2 separate regions of the Mus musculus genome follow, and region 1 is linked to region 2. The links are chromatin contacts, called in public Hi-C maps. All regions are on one chromosome and are shown on one strand. Each heading gives the region's core, a stretch centred on a gene start, on an enhancer-like site or on the middle of the called end of the contact. The rest is flanking DNA. Distances are from core to core; before and after follow the strand shown. Region 1 holds the start of Naxe (NAD(P)HX epimerase). Region 2 holds the start of Ssr2 (signal sequence receptor, beta).

Region 1 (4,367 bases), core at 235-2,734, 520 kb before region 2:
GGGCACAGTGAGTCCACTCAAGACACTCAGGATGCTGTGGAATGGCTCCCGAACGTCACCCTTGAAACTGAAGCCGAAGATGGCGTCCACCACCAGCTCATACAGCTCGTCCACCATCATGGGCTGGGAGCGTGAGGGAAGGGGAAAGGATGTCAGGAGCTGCTGTCACCTAGGGAGGCCTGTCCCTGCACCCACTGACCACAGAAGCATGTATATAACTGGTTCCTAAGGCACAGTAAAGAGGAGTTGCTCATTCAGGACAGTCTGAATCCAGGCCTGAGTACCTACCTGCCTGTCACTGGTGAGAAGGGGTGACTGCCAGTCTCAGGCTTCCTGACACTGGAAGCCAGAAGAGACTAGTTCTGTTCTGCATATCAGTGTCTTCATCCATAGAATAAGCTGGGGCTTTCTGGTTTTTGTTTTGTTTTAATTTCTGACTTCCCACCCTTTAATCCATGCATCTACAGAAAAGGTTCAGGATGAGGCCCTGAGGGCCAGATTATTGTTAGATGCATGTTGTGGGAGTTGTTTGGCTGCAGAATAGGAGTGCCTGGAAAGTCGTGGAGCACACAGTCTGGAGGGGCTTCTACACCACTTTTTTTCAGAGAACACTTTTAGGGCAGACAGACACTAGGCAGGCCAGCTTGATCTGAAAATGGGAAGGGCAGGACAGGGGCAGTACTTACTGTAGAAACAGGCATCAACCCACCTACCTCTGGGGGCATTTCACCAAGGAAAGGAATGTCCATTTTCTGACACTGAGTCACTAGCCCAGTGAAGAGGGGCTTGTTAGGTCTTTTGGGGTAATAGATAGTTGGCTGGTAACCCTAGTTGAAAAGGAAAGTAGCCATTCAATCTCCGATCCCGAGTCTTCATACCTTGCCACAAAAAACTCCGTTCACATACTTACAAAAAGTTTGAGGTGTCGCGCACAGACCAGCCCATCCCCTCCGTTATTTCCGGGGCCACAGATGACCAAGACAGTCGGGGGACTCTTGGACATAGACGTGGGGGGATAAGCCTGAAGGCAGAAGTGCAGAGGGCAGTCACCGCTGTGTGCGCCACCGCCGGGGACCTCCCCACCTGCACCTCACTGAGGTTTCTCGCTGTGCCGCTTACCTTGGCAATAGCCGTGGCACAGCTCAACCCGGCCAGCTCCATGAGTTGATCCACGCTGAACTGATACTCGTTAAAAAGCTCTTGGTCCACGGCCTGAGCCTCCTCCTGACTGAGGGAAGTCCTGGCCTGAGTCCGCCCCTGGGGTGCTGGGGCCGCGGCCTGCCCTGCCCCGCCCCCGCGGGAGAGGGCGGCCGTACCTTAAGTACTTCACCGCAGCGCCCGCCATGGTCTCCGAGCCCCGGCGCTGTGTTCCCCACCAGATGGGCCTTGCACGACACACACTCTGCTGGCTGATGACCCGTGGCAGGCGCGAGCCCGCAACCAGCAGCCCCAGCCCCAGCAGCGTCCGCAGCCCGGACATTCGACTAGCAGAGCGCCGCTCGCACGGCGCATGCGCAGGGCCCGCCCCGCCCCAGAGCCTCTGCATCTAACCGTCCGTTCCTAGTCCCAGACTATCAGGCGTTCCGCCCACCTTCGTTCCGCCCTGCGTTCTCACCTTTCCCCGGCGTCGCAGAGTTCCAAACAGATGTGCTTCGCTCCCTCTGCAGTCCTGGCTGGCCACCATCTTGAAGCAGTTCTGTTGCCTCCTTGCTGAAAGGTGTGATTGCACGCAGTTTTTTAAAAATTAGTATCTTTGACCTCTCGCTGCCCCTGCTTTTTACAGGGTTTCTCTGTAGCCCTGGCTGTCCTGGAACTCACTTTGTAGACCAGGCTGGCCTCGAACTCAGAAATCCGCCTGCCTCTGCCTCCCAAGTGCTGGGATTAACGGCGTGCACCACCATGCCGACTTGTTTGTTTTTAACATTTAAAAATGCAAGGGTTGGAGGGAAGAGGCATGCACGTGCCTTGCTGCACATATAGAGGTCAGAGGACAATTTCTGTGCATCCGATCTCTCCATCCAAAGAGTAAGATCCGAGGATCAATCACAGGTTGTCAGTGCCCTTGCTCTTCAAGTGGTTTTGTGGACCTCTGCCCTGTCTGTTTTACTTATGTAATGTAGAAAATAGAATTTTTAAGGCTGTGATAGTGGCAGGAACTTTAGATTACTCCGGTAATTGTACTTCAAGTCCAAGGTTCTGTGGTCTTACGCAGGACCTCACCAGCTTTATTTTTCTGATTTCACTAGCATGTGAGTTACTCAAGGCTCCTTACAGATTTGCTGGAAAATATTTAGTTAGTTTATTTTTGGTCAGCTGATTTTGTTTTCAGTTGTTTCAGAGTATGGGTATGTGCGGTCACACAGGTGCCCTCGGGAACCAGAGGTGTCAGGTCCCCAGAACTACAAGCAGTACAAGCAGTCTCATGTGGCCTAGGCTGCCTTGGATCTTATGTCTTACGTTGCAAAAATGGCTTTAAATCCCTGATCCTCTGAGATTCTGGGTCTGAGCCACTGTAGCTGGCTTTATTTAAGTTTAGTGTTTGTTTGTTTGTTTGTTTATGTATAGGTTGTGAGCCATGTGGTTGCTGGGAATTGAACTCAGGACCCCCTGCTTGCTCTTGGCCCTCTTGTTCCGGTGGAAAGCTTTATTTATTATATGTGAGTACACTGTAGCTGTCTTCAGGACACGCCAGAAGGTGTCAGATCTCGTTACGGGTGGTTGTGAGCCACCATGTGGTTGCTGGGATTTGAACTCAGGTCCTCTGGAAGAGCAGCCAGTGCTCTTAACCACACTGAGCCATCTCTCCAGCCCTGAAGATTCATTTCTAAAACACAATGTGAAATATGTTTATTTGGCATAGATAATATGTTAAGCACTTACACATACCAGGTGCTAACATGAACCACCTCACTTCATAGCAACCTTAGTATTCCCGTTTCAAAGATTAATTAAAAAAGAAAAAAAGGAAGACCTGCCCACCTGCCCAGTGATAATGATGGCTGGTGGTGGAGCTGGGATCTCAGCAGGCTGACCTTACAGCCTTCTGCAACTTATCCTGTTGATTTCATTCTGATGGGCTGTGACTATAGAACAATACAGAAAATATCCCATCCACAGAACTCAGGAGACAACCAATGAGAGCTGTTTCTACAATCGCTGCCTCCCCTTTATTGCCAGCATGCAACCTTTCAGGTTTTCTTAATTCTGCCAAACCCCTAGTGTATTTTTAGCCTATCATAGATAAGAATATTCAATCAGATTAAGGAGGTTGGCTAGGGGCCTGACGCAATAGCAACATTCCTTTTTTTTTTTTTTTTTTTTTTTTGGGTTTTTCGAGACAGGGTTTCTCTGTATAGCCCTGGCTGTCCTGGAACTCACTCTGTAGACCAGGCTGGCCTCGAACTCAGAAATTCACCTGCCTCTGCCTCCCGAGTGCTGGGATTAAAGGCGTTTGCCACCACGCCCGGCAATAGCAACATTCTTGTGTGGCAGACACCATCATTTGCTCCTCTAAACCCATTCTCCTTCCCTAGCAGATCCTGATATTCATATCTTTGTGGAGTGGCACAACAAAACCCAGCATTCTTCCGTCTCCCTCCAGCCAGTAAGAGTGGCCATTTAATTAAATGTTCACCACTAATGAACAGAAATGATATGGATATAGACAGACAGACAAATAGAGATATAGAGCCACTCCTATAGAGTACTATTTTGGAGGGGTGTGCTATTTTGTGTGATTTTTTTATTTGTTTTTGAGGCAGGGTCCTACCATGAGCTCCGGCTGTCCTGGAACTCACTATGTATACCAGGCTGGCCTTGAACTCACAGAGATCTGCCTCTATCTGCCTACCAAGTGGTGAGATTAAAGGAATGCACCACTATGCCTGGCTTCATAGTGTACTTTTAAAAGATCTCCTCCACTTCTTTCTTATTACTGGGCTGGATTGAAGGCACGATGCTTGTCTTAGTTAAAGAGTTACTATTGCTGTGATGATTCATGACCACAAAGTAAGGTGAGGAGGAAAGGGCTCATTTAACTCACACTTCCACATCACAGTACATCCTCGAGAAAATCAGAAGAGGAACTCAAATAAGGCAGAGGCCATGGAGGTGTGCTGGCTTGCTCATCATGGCTTGAACAGCCTGCTTTCTTATAGACCCCAAGACTACCAGCCAAGCATGGCACCACCCACAGTGGGCTAGGTACACCACCCAATGCTAACTAAGGAAATGCCCTGCGGCTGGATCTTATGGAGGCATTTTCTGTTGAGGTCCCCTCCTTTCAGATAACTCTAGCTTGTTTCAAGTTGGCCTGGTGCTATAGGTGGAGCAGCCCTTTCCTTCTTCCCTTGATGGCCTTGTGTACG
Region 2 (4,504 bases), core at 1,293-3,792:
TAAATTCTGTTTCATCTTTGCATTTGAAGCCTGAGGGGTTGTGGTAATCCAGGGCCGTGAGCTTGCGTCGGAACATGGTCCCCGCTGCTCGCGCTGGCCGCCCGGGCCACCGCTGGGACAGGAGAAGCAAGGTGAGGCAGCAGGTGGAATTCTGAGTTCGAGGCCAGCCTGGTCTATAGAGTGAGTTCCAGGACAGCCAGGACTGCACAGAGAAACCATATCTCAAAAACAAAACAAAACAAAACAAAACAAAACAAAAAACAAAACAAAAAAAAATAGAATCTCTTCTTTGTATTTTTTCAGGAGTAATTTGTAATCCACAATAAGGCAAAATTCTTTTCTTTTCTTTTTTCTTTCTTTTTTTTTGGAAAGGAAGAAAGGAAAAAAAGAAGAAGAGTTTAGATACTTGAAAGGCATAGGCAGGTAGATCTTTGTATATTTGAGGCCAGCCTGGTCTCCAGGGCAAGTTCCAGACAGCCAAGGCTACACAGAAAAACCAAAAATAAGAAGTTTGGGTCTTCAAAGAAAAAGATCACCATTCCAACTGAAGAGTCTGGACAAAGCACACTTTATTCTGTTTGGTTTGTGTCTTAGTTAGGGTTTTACTGCTGTGACCAGACACGATGACCAAGGCAAGTCTTATAAAAAAACAACATTTAATTGGGGCTGGCTTACAGGTTCAGAGGTTCAGTCCATTATCATCAAGGTGGGAGCATGGCAGTATCCAGGCAGGCCTGGCACAGGAGGAGCTGAGAGTTCTATGTCTTCATCCAAAGGCTTCGAGTGGAAGACTGACTTCCAGGGAACTAGGGTGAGGATCTTATACCCACACCCACAGTGACACACCCATTCCAACCAGGTCATACCTATTCCAACAAGGCCACACCTTCAGATGGTGCCACTCCCTGGTCCAAGGATATACAAACCATCACAGTTTGGTTTTTGTTTTTTTGAGAGACAGGGCTTCACCCTGTATTCTTGACCAAGAGACCGAGCTCAAAAGAGCGAACACGTGGAAGCAGGAAGTGCAATTGGATTTTTTCCTAGCTCAGGTGATAGCTGTCTTTTCTGACCTCCTCGAGCACTGGGCATACACATGGTGCACATATGTACATGCAGGCAAAACACTCAAACACATAATAATAAAGTATTCTAAAAAAAAAGTAAATAGTTGTAAGAAGTCAATCAAGCCAGGCAGCCATGGCGCACACCTTTAATCCCAGCACCAGAAGGCAGAAGCAAGTGGATCTCAGAGTTCAAGACCAGCCTGATCTACATAGAGTTCAGGTATATAAAGAACCCCCTCCCCACAAAAAATGGGGGGTAGGTCAATCAAAGGGTTAGGCATTGTTAGCATTTTGTTTAAGCTCCACCCCACAGTTACCTGGCAACAGCCAGGTGTGCCTGACTCACTATAAAAGGGGCTGCTTGCCCCTCCTCTCTCTCTCTCTTTCTCTCTCTCTCTGTCTCTGTCTCTCTCTTTCTCTCTCTCTCTCTCCACTCTTTCTTTCCATGAGCTGATGGCCAGCCTCTACTTCTCCCTCTCTCTCTCTCTCTCCTAACTCTCAGCTCCTCTTCCCATGCCCTGAATAAACTATTCTATACTATACTGTCCTGTGGCTAGTCCCTGGGGGTGGGGGGAAGGGATGCCTCAGCATGAGCCCGCGGTGGCATTCCCTAACCCCACACCTTACCACACATCCACCAAACACATTTCCTCTCCTTATCTTTTTATAAACACAACAGGCATGGTGACACATGCCTTTAATCCTAGTTTCACTTAGACAATAGAAGCCAAGGGATCTCTTGTGAGTTCTAGGCCAGTCTCAAAAAAAGAAGAAAAAAAAGAAGCATAGGGTGTCTGTCCCAGGAGAGCCAGGCGCAGTGGGAGAAGGTTCTCTCATCACCCCACCAGCATCTATAGTAGTGCCAGAGCACAGAGCAGGTGCAGAGTAAACCCATCCTGGATGTAAGAGTGCTACAGAAGGGATGTGGAAGAACTCTCCTGCACATGTGCTATAAGCATGTTTACATGTTCATGTGTTTATGCACATGTGTGTGTGCACATGTAGAGTTCAGAGGAGAACTTGTCGGTGCCCTATTAAATGGGTCCAAGGATTCAAACTCAGGTGGGCAGGCATGGTGGCAAGTGCCTTTACCTGCCGAGGGGTCTCTCTGGCCCTGTTTACTAGTTGTCTGAAGTCTCTATAAAGTGCTAATTACATAAGGCAGTGACTAGCAGCTTGGAAATCTAAGAATTCAAGGAAAGGCTATATCAGCTACTTCAGCCTTAAAACAAAGTCGGCGACTCTTTGAACTTTGAAATTGTGCCTATGCAGCTTATTTCGTTTTAGTTTAAACAGAGGGGTTTTCCATGGGGTAAGCATTAATGAGAAGAAATTGGAGGACACACAGGAAAGAGTCAAGGACTCTAGGTAACTCAACTCCTTTGGGGTATCAGCCGCCATAAAGGGGAAGGTGGGGCTTGTTTCAGAACTACAACATCCATAAGGCACAGGAAGGGACATCAGGGTTTCCGGTCAGATCCGTTTCCGGTCTTTCGGAGGCTGACGTTGTTTTCCGGTTGTCTGTGGCCCAGGGAGGCGTTTGGGGTGCTCACGGTGAGTCTGGGAGACGCAAGAGCGCTGGGGTCCCCGCTGACCCCGCCTGGCCGGCAGCGCGGTACACACTGCTGTGGCTTGGGCTCGCGGCTGCGGACCTGGCGGCGGGGCTGGAGTGTGGCGCCGCACAGGCTGCCTGGCTGGCAGTGTTTCCCATGCTTGGGTCGATTGCTCACTTTGCTTTTTTCCAAAGATGAGGCTGCTGGCGGTTGTGGTGTTGGCTCTGTTAGCCGTCAGTCAAGCAGAAGAAGGAGCCAGGCTTTTGGCCTCCAAATCATTGCTCAACAGATACGCTGTGGAAGGGAGGGACCTGACCCTGCAGTATAACATCTACAACGTCGGCTCCAGGTAACGGCCTAGAGTTCGCCAGCTTCCTTCTGAATTCCGAGTTTCCACGTGGGCATAGAGAACGTTTTGTTGGGGAGTGAATTCTCTTTTGGAGTCCTCCAGTATCGAGTGCAGTGTGTGAGTGAGTGAATGAATGAATGAATGAATATACTAGAGGGCTTACCTTTGTCGGGTGCTTTTTGAAGGTGAAGACATCCTTAGGTGAATTACAAGAAACCACTTTGGGGTCTCAGAAGGCTTTCAAAGGCAGGGATAAATTCAGCTTGTGAAAAAGGAAATGCAGACACAGAGTGTACATCTGTCCTCTTACCTCGGGTGCGGACTCCCAGCTTTCTTCTTTCACTTACAATCACTTTTTTTGTTGTTTGTTGTTTTTCAAGGCCGAGTTTCTTAACTGGCTGTCGAAGAGTCCACTCTTAGACCAGGCTGGCCTCAAACTCACAGACATCTGTCTGTCTCTCACACTGCTTCCCGAGTGCTGGGATTAAAGGCATGGGCCACCACTGCTGGCTCCTATGAGCACTTTTTTGTTGTTCTTTCCTTTTATATATTTTTCCATTTATATCTTACTTCCCCTGTCTAGAATTAGAGCAAGATTACCTTTGGCAATTCACTTCTGAGCAACAGAATCCAGGCCTTGATCTGGATTCTTCAAAACAGGCCCAACTTACTATGGGGGTTTCTTTTGACCAGCAGGTGGATTTTCCAGTCAGTTCCCTTAGTTTTATGTCCCTCACTCTTATTTACTATATGTAAGTACACTATAGCTGTCTTCAGACACTCCAGAAGAGGGCATCAGATTTCATTACAGATGGTTGTGAGCTACCATGTGGTTGCTGGGATTTGAACTCAGGACCTTCGGCAGAGCAGTCGGAGCTCTTAACTGCTGAGCCATCTCGCCAGCCCTGTCCCTCACTCTTTATTTCCTCTGCTTTCCAGCGCTGCATTAGATGTGGAATTATCTGACGATTCCTTCCCTCCAGAAGACTTCGGCATTGTCTCCGGTATGCTCAATGTCAAATGGGACCGGATTGCCCCGTATCCTTTTTTTTAATGGGTGGTGAGGGCTGGGGGAGGAACATTGCCTGGAAAACATCAAGGGGGCTGCAAACAGACTGGATGTGTGGTCTGTTTCTTGTCATATATCTGGGGAGGATGAAGTATCAGCTGAGTGAGTGTGCCTTCTTCCTTCAGGCTGTAAGGCTGTCTGTATCTCCCAAGCTCCATTAGGGAGATGCAGGCATATAAAGGTATCTGTGGCTATGAATGGATATTGAATGTGCTTTTTTTCTTTGCACTGCTGGAGACAGACCTGGGTATTCACACACATTGGGTAAGAAGTGCTCTATACCTCAGGTGCTCTCAAAGCAGATTCAGTGGGGTGTCACCATGGAGACCCCGGGTAACACGTTAGCATCTTCTCTTAGTGTCTGCTTTCTGACTTGAAAGTTATTATTATTTATTCTTATTTTATTTTTATTATTATTACTATTATTGTTGTTGTTTTGGTTTTTCAAGGCAGGATTTTCCTGCAT

Evidence for each region. A called contact is a pair of places that touch in the nucleus more often than the background predicts.
Region 1: a Hi-C map of rod photoreceptor shows a contact between it and region 2, with 4 times the contacts expected there. The contact joins the promoter of Naxe here to the promoter of Ssr2 in region 2. A contact is called at or near these places in 2 of 39 promoter capture datasets (liver and pre-B cells) and 1 of 484 Hi-C or Micro-C datasets (rod photoreceptor).

The regions. Positions count from the first base shown.
Region 1 is chr3:88,057,011-88,061,377 of GRCm38.p6, forward strand. Naxe (NAD(P)HX epimerase) reads right to left here and starts at 1,485. Exons shown (of 6, transcript NM_144897.3): 1 at 1,317-1,485; 2 at 1,120-1,228; 3 at 911-1,021; 4 at 714-827; 5 at 1-123. The coding sequence starts at 1,480.
Region 2 is chr3:88,577,066-88,581,569 of GRCm38.p6, forward strand. It overlaps Ssr2 (signal sequence receptor, beta), which reads left to right and starts at 2,543. Exons shown (of 6, transcript NM_001356317.1): 1 at 2,543-2,621; 2 at 2,815-2,969; 3 at 3,909-4,007. The coding sequence starts at 2,815. It also overlaps the pseudogene Rtraf-ps.